3 separate regions of the Sus scrofa genome follow, and all the other regions are linked to region 1. Evidence: chromatin contacts called from public targeted proximity ligation data. All regions are on one chromosome and are shown on one strand. The core of a region is the stretch at or near the end of the contact, and the rest is flanking DNA. Distances in the headings are between cores, read along the strand shown. Region 1 overlaps EXT1 (exostosin-1). Region 2 has its middle 23 kb from the start of EXT1. Region 3 overlaps EXT1 (exostosin-1).

Region 1 (3,889 bases), core at 848-3,347:
CTGGTCACTTCTGAAAAGATGTGGTCCCAAAAACTATCTGGGTTGATAATCTTCTAGCTACTTTGGAAAAAGAGAGGTTACCACTTATTTTAAAAATCATGAATTTCCATTGTGGCTCAGTGGAAATGAATCTGACTAGTATCCATAAGGACTCAGGTTCGATCCCTGGCCTTGCTTAGTGAGTTCAGGATCTAGTGTTGCCGTGAGCTGTGGTGTAGGTCGCAGATGTGGCTCAGATCTGGCATTGTTGTGGCTGTGACGTAGGCTGGTGGCTACAGCTCTGATTCGACCCCTAGCCTGGGAACCTCCACATGACGCGGGTGTGGCCCTAAAAAAGACAGGGAAAAAAAAAAAAAACCATAAGCCATATAGATGCTCATTGGACAATTCTTGCAACTACTCTACATGATGGAAAATTAATAAATGTTAATTTATAAATAAAGTGTTGAGGGGAGAAATTGTATGTAGGTTCAGCCTGAATCAGCTTTTGAACTCCAAGAGCAAACATTCTCTTCATGGAACCACAAATGAAATTGCCTTGTTACATAGGACTTTGATAATACTATGCTATGAGCAAGTTTGGCCACATGCACATAGTCAAAAAGTATGCAGCCAGCCAGCCAAAGAGCATTTGAAGTCACAACATGTACTAAGAACCATGCTTAACTTTTCTAGGTTCCTTTGCCAAAAGTCAACATGCCCAGCTACCAAATCAAGGAATGGCCAATTCACCAAAGATAGCATACTGAATGAACAATTTCCTGCATTCACCAAATTTCTAAACAACATGTTTCTTTAAGCTACTTATGGGGTTTGCAGCAGTTTTGACATGATGGGATGGGGTGAACTCAAAAACTTTAGATTTCTGAAGTTACTAATAAGTTTCCATCTTGTCTTCATAGCATTAAAGGAATGGTCAATTCACCAAAAGCTACAGATAGTTTAGTTTTCTTGTGGCTGTGTAAGGTCTAGAAAATATATTCCATTGTTAGCAACCATTATTAATAATGACCTGGTAAAAAAAAAAAAGTGCTTTTTAAAATATGGTTTTGTTTTTACTTATATGCGAGACTTTTTGCTTGTTGGTTATATTGACATTTTAACCTGTTTATGAATTTTTTACCTTATGAAAGTTTCCAAGTTTTGGATCTTTCTTGTTTTGAATTAGGTGAGGTGTTCAGGAATATATCTTCCTTATAAAATATAACTACTTATAAAATATAGCTACTAAATTAAATTAAATGCAGATGACTAGAATGCACACTCAACAAGGACAAGAATATTATGTCTAGTTCAAGGGTAGTAAACTATGGGTCATATGTTATCTGTTTTTATAAATCAAGTTTCATTAGAACACAGCTAATCATTGTTTATATGCTATATGGCTACTCTGCATAAAAAAATTTAACAGAGTTGAAATAAGAATGGTAAGGGCTGTAAAGCCTAAATATTTACTATCTGGTACTTCAAAGAAAAAGTTTGCAATTACTAGTTTATCACTGTATCCATAGTTCCTGGAGCAATGCCTGGCTAGTTTGGGGGTTCCATAAATAGTACTTGAAGGAATCAATGAACAACTCTGTTTTTTTTTTTTTTTTTTTTTTTTTTTTGGTCTTTTTTTGTTGTTGTTGTTGTTGTTGCTATTTCTTGGGCCGCTCCCGCAGCATATGGAGGTTCCTAGGGGTTGAATCGGAGCTGTAGCCACAGGCCCACGCCAGAGCCACAGCAACGCGGGATCCGAGCTGCGTCTGCAACCTACACCACAGCTCACGGCAACGCCGGATCGCCAACCCACTGAGCAAGGGCAGGGACCAAACCTGCAACCTCATGGTTCCTAGTCGGATTCGTTAACCACTGCGCCACAATGGGAACTCCGACTCTGGTTTTTAATATAGGCTGGCCAGCTCCTACCACTCATTTCAGTGTTTACTGTCTCACAACCTCATGGGCTGGTGAGGGATGTTGGTTCTTCACGGTGACACGGAAGTTAAGTGGGATGAGTCAGCTGGTAGAGCAAACCACGTTTGTGGTTCCAGGACAGAGGCCAACCCCAATGCAGAGGAACGGTTTGTAGCAATGTAGAAACAAACCCACATTTCTGCAAAGACTATATTGGGGAACTCCAAACACAACTCATCTGGCTGGTCTCTAAGAACCCAAGTCACTGCATGTCATTAAAAAAAGAAAAGAAAATGTAGGTTGGCCAATATTTCTTTCCCCTTCTGAAGGTTGGCAGTGATTTTTGTGGTTGAAGTGATGAGCAGCCCTAACAAGAAGGAAACCACAAAACCACGCCCAGTGCTTCTCCCAAACTAGTTGTTGCTGCACACACAAAAAATACATGTCTTCTTCAAGAGATTCGCTGGAATTGTCCTGGCATAAAGTAGCTTCCCCAAATGTTATTCTGATGAGGAATATTATTAAGAAATCAAGCAGTGATAAATCTAGTGGGAATTTTTTTTTTGCCAGTTAAAAAATTGAGGATGAAGTTGTGTACTTACCTCAAGATCAAAGCCTATTAAGGAAACTGTTACCAGACCAAACCTAGTGAGTTGGATTTTTTTTTTTTTTTTTGTCTTTTTAAGGCTGCACCCATGGCATATGGAAGTTCCCAGGCTAGGGGTGGAATTGCAGCTGGCCTATGCCACAGCCACAGCCACAGCAACTTTAGATCCAAGCCACATCTGCTACCTACACCACACTTCAAGGCAATGCCAGATCTTTAATCCACTGAGCAAGGCCAGAGATGAAACCTGCATCCTCATGGATGCTAGTCAGATTTGTTTCTGCTGAGCCTCAACAGGAACTCCAAGTTGGATTTTTATTGTTGTTATTCAGTTTATTTGCTTGTTTGATTGTTGGGGGGAGGGGAGAAGTGATGGCTAGCAGGCTGCTTTAATTTCCTAGTGTCTTAATATCACTGCTATTAAGACCTTCCATCCCAATCAATACTCAGTTCTACCAATTCCCAATTCACCTCAGTGAAATACCCACAGTAGAAAAAGAACATGGACCATTACTTTGCAGCTTTAGATGGGCTGTAATTCTGCTCATTCCCTCAAAAGCAGAATTACTCAATCAGTCCTTTGTGCCTATCAATGTGCTAGGTGCTCTGGGTATAAAAATACCATATGGCATCATGTTGTATTTGTTTAAAAAGGTTTTGCTGTCTGAGAGAAAGAAAGGCCTAAGCCCATGAAATATCAAGGACTAAAAAAAGAAATAAAGCAACGAAGATAAAAACAATAATCAGTGAAGGGTTCTAACCCAGGTAACCTACTCCAAAGGTATGCGTGTTGTCTTCAATTACAACTTTTTTTTTTTTTCAAGGGGGTCTAGTCATGTAATTTTTAATGTTCCCTTTAAGTACTAGAACATTTAAAAGTGACTTGGGGTACCCAGAATTGGGGGGGTGGGGGGAATCAACTCAAGGCTTCATTTCTTTGACGTCATCTCCTGGTCAGCTTCTACTTTCTTTATAAATTTCTTTTTGGCCTTTGTGCTGCAACTCCTGAGATTACAACTCACTTCCAAATAATTCCAGAAACTGCTCTTCACTAGACAGTGCTTATCCTCATTGCCCCTGGATGGTGCTCCCAGTGAAAGCAGCAATAAAAGCTCATCGAATCCATCACGGCCATGAAACAACCACTGGCAATTCTGGAGCTAATGCTTGAGTCAATTCCGGCTCTCCTCTAAAGGCACTTCCATCGATACTACTTCTCTTTCTAGCCTTCTGAGATCCCTTGTTACCTTGATAGTACACAACTAGATAAACCCAAACTAGAGCTCTCCTCAGGAAATAACCCTAGCTAAGCAATGGTTGCAATGGCGTGCACCCTGGAGAGGTCTTTTGGAGGGTAAGGAGCTATGCAAGTGGCTTTGTGTG
Region 2 (3,889 bases), core at 695-3,194, 240 kb after region 1:
TGGAACTGTGTGTACACTTTTATCTGAATAGCTTCCACAATGACAAATTGGCATTTTCCTCACCTATTTATTGCATTCTCTCCTTTTTATGTTCTTATTTCTCGTCCTATGATTTCTATGAGTATTAAAATAGGATCACAGAAGTCAAGCACCTAGCTCAGTGCCCCATGTAGAAGGCACGCAGTAAATGATTTTTCCCTCTCCTTTTCTGCTTTTATATGATACTGTAGTTTACAGAACATTTTGATGTACACATTCATTTGGTCTTCTTGACCCTGAGAGGGAGGGTCATTTCGTATATGAGAAAGTATTTAAATCTCGCTGTGTCAGTCCTACTTCTTGTTTTTGATTTCAAAATATTTCAATAAAAATACTTCCCCTGTGTGTCTTTCTTTCAAATAGCTCAACAAGTCAGGGTTCACTGAATGACACATAGCAATAGTGAGAATGTTTTTTTCTACTGAAATCCACCTTAAAAGGAGGTGGTCATTTTTTTGCCTCCAGAAATTTTGCTGCTGATAGAAGAAGACAAAGGACCCTTTCTAGTGTGAATTTATGGAATGATTGTCTGCCCATAAAAAATTATTCTCCAGCTTGGAGCAATTAAAATGGTCTCTCTCCTCTCCAAATTAATGTAATTAATACTACAGTCTTGGTTGTTTATCATGACTTGATAATATCACAAGGGAATGAAAATATTGGCTCTTTTATCCCTTTAAATAGCTGAGATGAAACTGTTCGAGCTCTAATGTTACAACAGCTGTTTCTCATGTCCTAGAATATAATTGGTTGGTGCTGAGGTTACTAAATTGTAAGAAATTGACTTTGGTTTTATGCTTGCCTACTTTTGGTGAAGGGAGAGATGGGAAATATTAGATTTTTCCTGTAATGAAAAAGGTAAAACCTTCCCTAATGAAATGGCAGCTTCCAGGTCTCATCTGTATAATTTTCTTTACTGGCGCACTGTCTCTGGGTTTGCTGGATAACATGGCTGGGAAAGCAGGACCATTCTAGCTTTCCTCCTAATTAGCTCCCAACCCAGCACAGCTGGTCAAAACGCATCAGGGCTTTCCCACGAGGGCCTCTTTCTGGAAGTCACTGTAAAGTGATCTGGTCTCCAGTGAGAAATGCAATAGGGGATTTGAGACCATCATGATCCCAAATACTTTGTAGAAGGGAGGTTCCTTTATCTGAATATCTTTCTTGCTTAGGGACATTGTTCTCAAAATGTCCTTGGATCAGCCCCATTAGCATCACCTAGGAACGGATGCAGGTTCCCAGGCCAAACCTAGACTATTAAATTAGAAACTCTGGAAGGGGTGGGCCTGGGAATCTGCATCTGTTCCTTGGTTGATGCTCCCATGCATTCTCATGAACTGAATGGCTGGAACCAAAGCTGTGGAACAGATCTAGTGGGACGGTCACAAGGTGGAATTTAAGGGGCAGACCTAACTTTAACACCAGAGAAGTTTTTCCAGTTATAAATCCAGATGTCCACTGTTGAGTTCTGATTTCCCTGGTGTTCTCTTTCCAATGAGCTATAGCTTCTCCATCCTTTAGAAACTCCCCTTAGGTTGGAAAGGAATCAAGTATGTGCTGGATTTTTCCAGCAGCTTCTAGGCTGGCAAGTTTCCTTTAACCTTTGAAAACTACTTCGAAGTTTCCCTTTGAGAAAACCTAGAGCTATGCACAGCTGATATCTTTGCTCCTGGATCTGGCTCCCCTAGACCAGCTGCAGCTATGTAAACTGGAGGAAGGGAAGTCGCTCTGATGCCTGCTGTGAAGTAATGGCAGGAGCCTTTAGGAGATGTGGAATGTGAAGCAAAAGTGTGATCAGTCAGCAAGGAAGAAAACCCAGGGCTTCCTGTTTGGACAAATTCCTAGTTTCTTTTTGCCTGTTCTTCCTCTTCCATCTCTTTGGTAATAGGAGTTCTTCCTCCACCAGAATGCACAGCCCCATTTCCCAGCAGTGCTTGCATTGCCCTGTAGACACTAGGTTACGCAGAATGTAGAAGTATCAGCTTAAATTGAAGAACAGAAGTTTTCCTTCCGTGCTGTGTTCTTAAGCTCTACAAGTTAGCACAGCACCATCCAAAAAATATTAAGAATACACATGAGGGGTAGTTGCAGAAGTAGTAGAAAGCATTTCTCTCACCCTTGGCACTAATTTTTTTCTTTTATTTTTTGTGGAATGAAGATTAGAGGGGAAAATAAAATATCAATATTAGGCAAAATGAGTCAACAAGAAGAGGTATGGAACAGATGCCTGCTTAGAATGGAAGAATCAGGGATGGGGAGAATGGAGGTGAAACTTGATTTGATCCTTAAATGATAAGGAAGGAGGCAGCATGGGGTAGTGATAAGAGAATGGGTCTTACATACAGATGGCCAACAGGCACATGAAAAGATGCTCAGTGTTGCTAATTATTAGAGAAATGCAAATCAAAACTACAATGAGATATCACCTCATGCCAGTCAGAATGGCCATCATCTATAAGTCTACAAATAAACAAGTGCTAGAGAGGGTGTGGAGAAAAAGGTACCCTCTTACACTGATGGTAGGAATGAAAGTTGGTGTAGCCACCAAGCAAAACAGTATGGAGGTTCCTCAAAAAACTAAAAATAGACTTACCATATGATCCAGTAATCCCACTCCTAGGCATATATCCGGACAAAACTATAATTCAAAATGACACATATATCCCTATGCTCATAGCAGCACTGTTCACAATAGACAAGACATGGAAATAACCTAAATGTCCATTGAGAAATGAATTAAGATGTGGTACATATATACAATGGAATAATACTCAGCCATAAAAAAGAACAAAATAATGCCATTTGCAGCAACATGGATGCAACTAGAGATGCTCATACTAAGTAAAGTAAGTCAGAAGGAGAAAGACAAACACCATATGATATCACTTGTATGTGGAATCTAAAATAGGGCACAAATGAACCTATCTACAAAACAGAAACAGACTCACAGATGTAGAGAACAGGCTTGTGGTTGCAGAGGGGGAGGAGAGAGGGAGAGGGATAGAGTGGGAGTTTGGGGCTAGCAATTGCAAACTATTATATATAGAATGGTAAACAACAAGGTCCCACTGTATAGCATAGGGAACTATATTCAATATTCTATGATAAGCCATAAAGTAAAAGAATATTTTAAAAAACCTATATACAGAATAGAAACAGACTTACAGACTTTTAAAAATTTTATTATTATTATTATTATTATTATTATTAAAGAATAGTTGATTTACAATGTTTCAACAAGTTCTGTTGTACAACAAAGTGACCCAATCACATACATTTCCCTGTGCTGTACAGTAAGATCCCATTCCCCATCCATTCCAAATATAACAGTTTGCATCCAAAAAACCCCCAAATGCCTATCCATCCCAATACCTCCCCTTTCCCCCTTAGGAACTTCAAGTCTGTTCTTCTTGGCCATGGTTTGCTCCTGTTTTGTTGTTTGTTTGTTTGTTTGTTATTTTTAGGTAGGATCATCTGTTCCATGTTTTAGGTTCCACAAATAAGTGACATTACATGGTATTTATCTTTTTCCTTCTGGATTACTTCACTTCAGACTTACAGACTTTGAAAACCAACTTAGGGTTACCAAAGGGACAGGTGGGGAGAGGGATGGACTGTGGTGTGGGATGGGCACACGCACACTGAGCTGTATGAAATGGTTGGCCAACAGGGACCTGCTGTATAGCACAGAGAACTCTCCCCAATATTCTATATCATTCACATGGGAAAAAGAATCTGAAAAAGAATGGATGTCTATATATGTATAACTGAATCACTTTGCTGTATAGCAGACATTATCATGACATTATAAATCAACTAACCTCCAATAAAATTTTCAAAAAAATATATG
Region 3 (3,889 bases), core at 853-3,352, 140 kb after region 1:
TGACCTGTCCCCAATCAGATGATGCCAGCAGACTCCTAAGCTTGCTCAGTGACACCACTGTCCAGCCAGTTAACCCAGGTGGAAATCAGGGGTCCCTCTGATTCACCTTTTCACCCCCCGACACACTATCCATTCCACTGTCTAAATATCTCTTGGCTGCCTTCCCTTTTCTGCAGCCTCCTAGGCCTTAGCTCAGCCTCATTCACCTCTTGCCTGAAATGGCTACTGAAATGGCGTAACATCTACATTTGAGCATTTTCATCACATTCCATGGTATCAGCCACCAGAGCTATAATTCTCAATCACTCATTGGATCCACCCAACGCTTTACAATAGTCATTTCTCTGGAGTTGGACAGGGTAGAATTATGGGAACATCTCTCTTTGGGAATCAATTTATTCCACAATGTTTCCACTTTTTAATGGACAAATACGACATTTGTGATCAATAAGAACAAAAAAAAAAAAACATACATGCTGATTAAGGCATAGGCCCACCATGAAGTTAAAACTCTTGAGCCTTGAACACAGGCCCTTGACCACCTGTCTGTCAATCACCTCCTGGGGTTCATCTTCCCCACCCCCACCTCCCCTACCCTTGAGGCACGTGGGCCCACAGCCCTTTCTCCAATGCTCTTTTGAACCTGCAAGATTTTGCCAACTCTCTTCCTTATTCCTGCAATACTTTTCCAAGTGAAATTTTATTCCCCGCTTCTCAACTTCCCGTGTGTACCAAATATGCTCTATCATAGCCAGACTAAGTCAGTAAGACTCTCTAGGGGAGAAACCTCACAATCTGAATTTTCCTCCCCAAGTAACATTTATATTCAAGCAAGAGTAGGAAACAATGGCTTCAAAAAATGCTCGAGAAAGGAGGAAAGGGAGTTTAAATTCCTATCTCAGTATCATTTTACAGGTCACATTTTCTAACTTTATGGTCAATACATAAAGCTTTCTTCAGAATTTTCTCCAGGATAATCTGAGTAAAATGGCCATGTGAAATAAACAAGCCCCCCAGACCTTGAGTGTTATAGGTGTACATTATATAAAAGCATGAGAAGTGGCTGTGAGTTTGCACAGGTGCACACATGAACATACATATACACACAGGAAGACACATGCACACTAATATCAAAAGACATTAATGTCTGGGGAGTTCCCATTGTGGCTCAGAGGTTAATAAACCTGACTAGTATCCATGAGGATGAGGGTTTGATCCTTGGCCTTGCTCAATGGGTTAAGGATCTGGCGTTGTCGTGAGGTGCGGCGTAGGCCAGCAGCTACAGCTCTGATTCGGCCCCTAGCCTGTGAATCTCCATAAGCCACGGGTGCCGTGCTAAAAAAAGAAAAAACAAAGACAAAAGACACCAATATCGGCCTCAAGCAGCATACAATTTTCAGATGAGAAGACACTTAAAAAAGTGTTCCTCTCTATGACAAACCAGAAAAGGGGGATCTGTGTTTATTTTTTCTTACACACACATACTTTAATGATCTGACTTCTCCTAGGCAGCCTCTGACCAATTTTACACATTAGGTAAAATCAAATATGAGTTCTCCACTGCAAACTGAAAGATCCAAAAATCTATCTTTTCCTCTATGACCAAATGGCTAAATATACTTGGATGAATTAGTTTCAATCTTTGAATTTTCTTCCTTTCAAACAATTCCAGCTCACTCCCTTACATTAGTAAGAGATCTTAAAGACAGTTAAAAAAAATAAGCTAGAAAAGAAGAATTCGAGTTTTGGGTCCCAAAAGCATTTTGCTTTAATGTAAGAGAGGGAAAGATAAATCCTGACAGTATTTAAAACATGTACTAAGTTTTTCTTTAAAAAATTGCTGCATAATGACAAATTACAAAAAGAACCACTTCCATTGGAGGCTTATTTGCTCCCTTCGTGGATTAAATATAAATTTGGCTTAAATATATAAATAAATTCAGTTTAAAATATAAATTCAGTTTAATAGAAGGTCAACAGCTGTCTGCATATTCGGGAAGCACTTCCTCTGTGCCAGGGCCAGTGTGCAATGCCCTAGAAGGGGCAGAATTAGCATGTCAGGCAGGGGGCGGGGTGGAACTCAGAGGTCACCAAGTCCATCAGCCCTCTCGTGTTTGACTTTCTTGTTTCAACATAGCCTCCAGGACATCCCCTTCTGACAACCTATTTAGACTTAGCTCGAGTTTTTATTTAGGATCAGCTGTGTCCCCTTCTTCTAAGTCGTATTCATTGAAGACTTACCACACATAGGATGCTGAACACTCATAAAGGCACTTCCTGTTCACTGAGCACTGACTGCCCTGGGACCCTGGGCTCGTCCCTACACTTTCTAACAACTCTGCTGTGTCCTCACACAAGGAAAGGCAAGGGATCCCTCTGGGGTCTCTTTTATAAGGGCACAAATCCACTTGCATGGGCCCCACCCTCATGACCTAATCACCTTGCAAAGGCCCCATCTCCAAATATCATCCCAGTGGAGGTTAGGTTATAACGTGAAATCTGAGGGGCCCACAAACCTTTCTAGCACCCTTCATTAAACTCTACCAAAAGATCCTAATACACCAAATACATCCACCCGCTCCCTGCCCCCATTCATTGCAGAAAAAGAAGTGAACACTGACCATGACCCCACCCCCTTTTAGCCTCCTCCCTTTGATATGGACCATTTGTCCCTTTCATAGAACTTGCTATAGTCTGAAATGATCTTGTTAATTTATTAAATTATCTACCTTCTCTACACACACACACACACACACCCCTACAGGAAGAACGCAGCCCCTTTAGGGCAGTGATTTTGAATGTCTGGGTCACTTTCCTATATCCCACCATCTGGAACAGTGGGCTCAATAAATATTTGTAGGGATAGGAGGTTTTGTGGCATCCTTTCATTTTAAATAGTGCAAGTATATATATATATATATATATATATATATATATATATATATATACACACACATATATACACACACACACATATATACACACACACATATATACATACATATACATACACATATATACATATATATAATTTTTTAATGCATGTTGGACAAGATATGCCCAGATATGTATATGTTAATTCCTTCTTTCAATCCAAGATTAAGTCTACATTCTGTTTCAGCATCGAGGACCAGGAAGTACATTGAAAAGACCACCAACGAGTAACATCAAGTCAAAATACCCCCAAAAATGAGAATTTTTGAAGAAAACACCGATGAATTTCTTTTCACTGAACACTCAAGCAGGCATCAATAATTCACATGAATTCTGAGAGAAGGTGAAAGGGTTTGACACTTCCTTCATTTGGGCCAGTGAGTTGGGACCCTGGCTAAGCAGGCTTGCTCAGTTTTATCCAAAAATAAATGAACACACCAAAAACGCAAAACCCCTCAAGTAGAAAGGCAGGTAATAGAAATGCTACTATGGGCGTTTCCTATGTTAGCATTTTCACTTCACATTTTCATCCTGAAGTGTAGCTACATTTCAGAAATTCTGTGAAAGCACAACAGCCCTCAAAAAAGCAGAGTCTAGTAATGCTGAAACTGCTGTTTAATGAAGACGCATTCTAGTTCATGAAAATCTCAAATGAGAAGTAAAAAGAGCCTGGAGTTTCCATCATGACTCAGCAGTAACAAATCCAACTAGGATTCATGAGGATGCGGGTTCAATCCCTGGCCTCGCTCAGTGGGTTAAGGATCTGGCATTGCCATGAGCTGTGGTAGGTCACAGACTTGGCTTGGATCCTGCGTTGTTGTGGCTGTGACATAGGCTGACAGCTGTAGCTCTGATTCAACCCCTAGCCTGGGAATCTCCATAAGCCATGGGTGTGGCCTTAAAAAAAAAAAAAAGAAGAAATAGAAAGAGCCCATGTTTGACCACATTATGGTGA

Evidence for each region.
Region 2: a contact with region 1 is called in a targeted proximity ligation map of alveolar macrophages. A contact is called at or near these places in 4 of 47 Hi-C or Micro-C datasets (blood, heart right ventricle and omental adipose tissue) and 1 of 2 datasets of targeted methods (alveolar macrophages).
Region 3: a contact with region 1 is called in a targeted proximity ligation map of alveolar macrophages. A contact is called at or near these places in 1 of 47 Hi-C or Micro-C datasets (embryonic fibroblasts) and 1 of 2 datasets of targeted methods (alveolar macrophages).

Annotation. Positions count from the first base shown.
Region 1 is chr4:20,859,044-20,862,932 of Sscrofa11.1, reverse strand. The region is part of intron 1 of EXT1 (exostosin-1); the gene reads right to left. Among named protein-coding and RNA genes, the nearest start is that of EXT1, 220 kb to the right of the region's middle.
Region 2 is chr4:20,620,001-20,623,889 of Sscrofa11.1, reverse strand. No RefSeq gene overlaps it. Among named protein-coding and RNA genes, the nearest start is that of EXT1, 23 kb to the left of the region's middle.
Region 3 is chr4:20,718,969-20,722,857 of Sscrofa11.1, reverse strand. The region is part of intron 1 of EXT1 (exostosin-1); the gene reads right to left. It also overlaps the pseudogene LOC102166572. Among named protein-coding and RNA genes, the nearest start is that of EXT1, 76 kb to the right of the region's middle.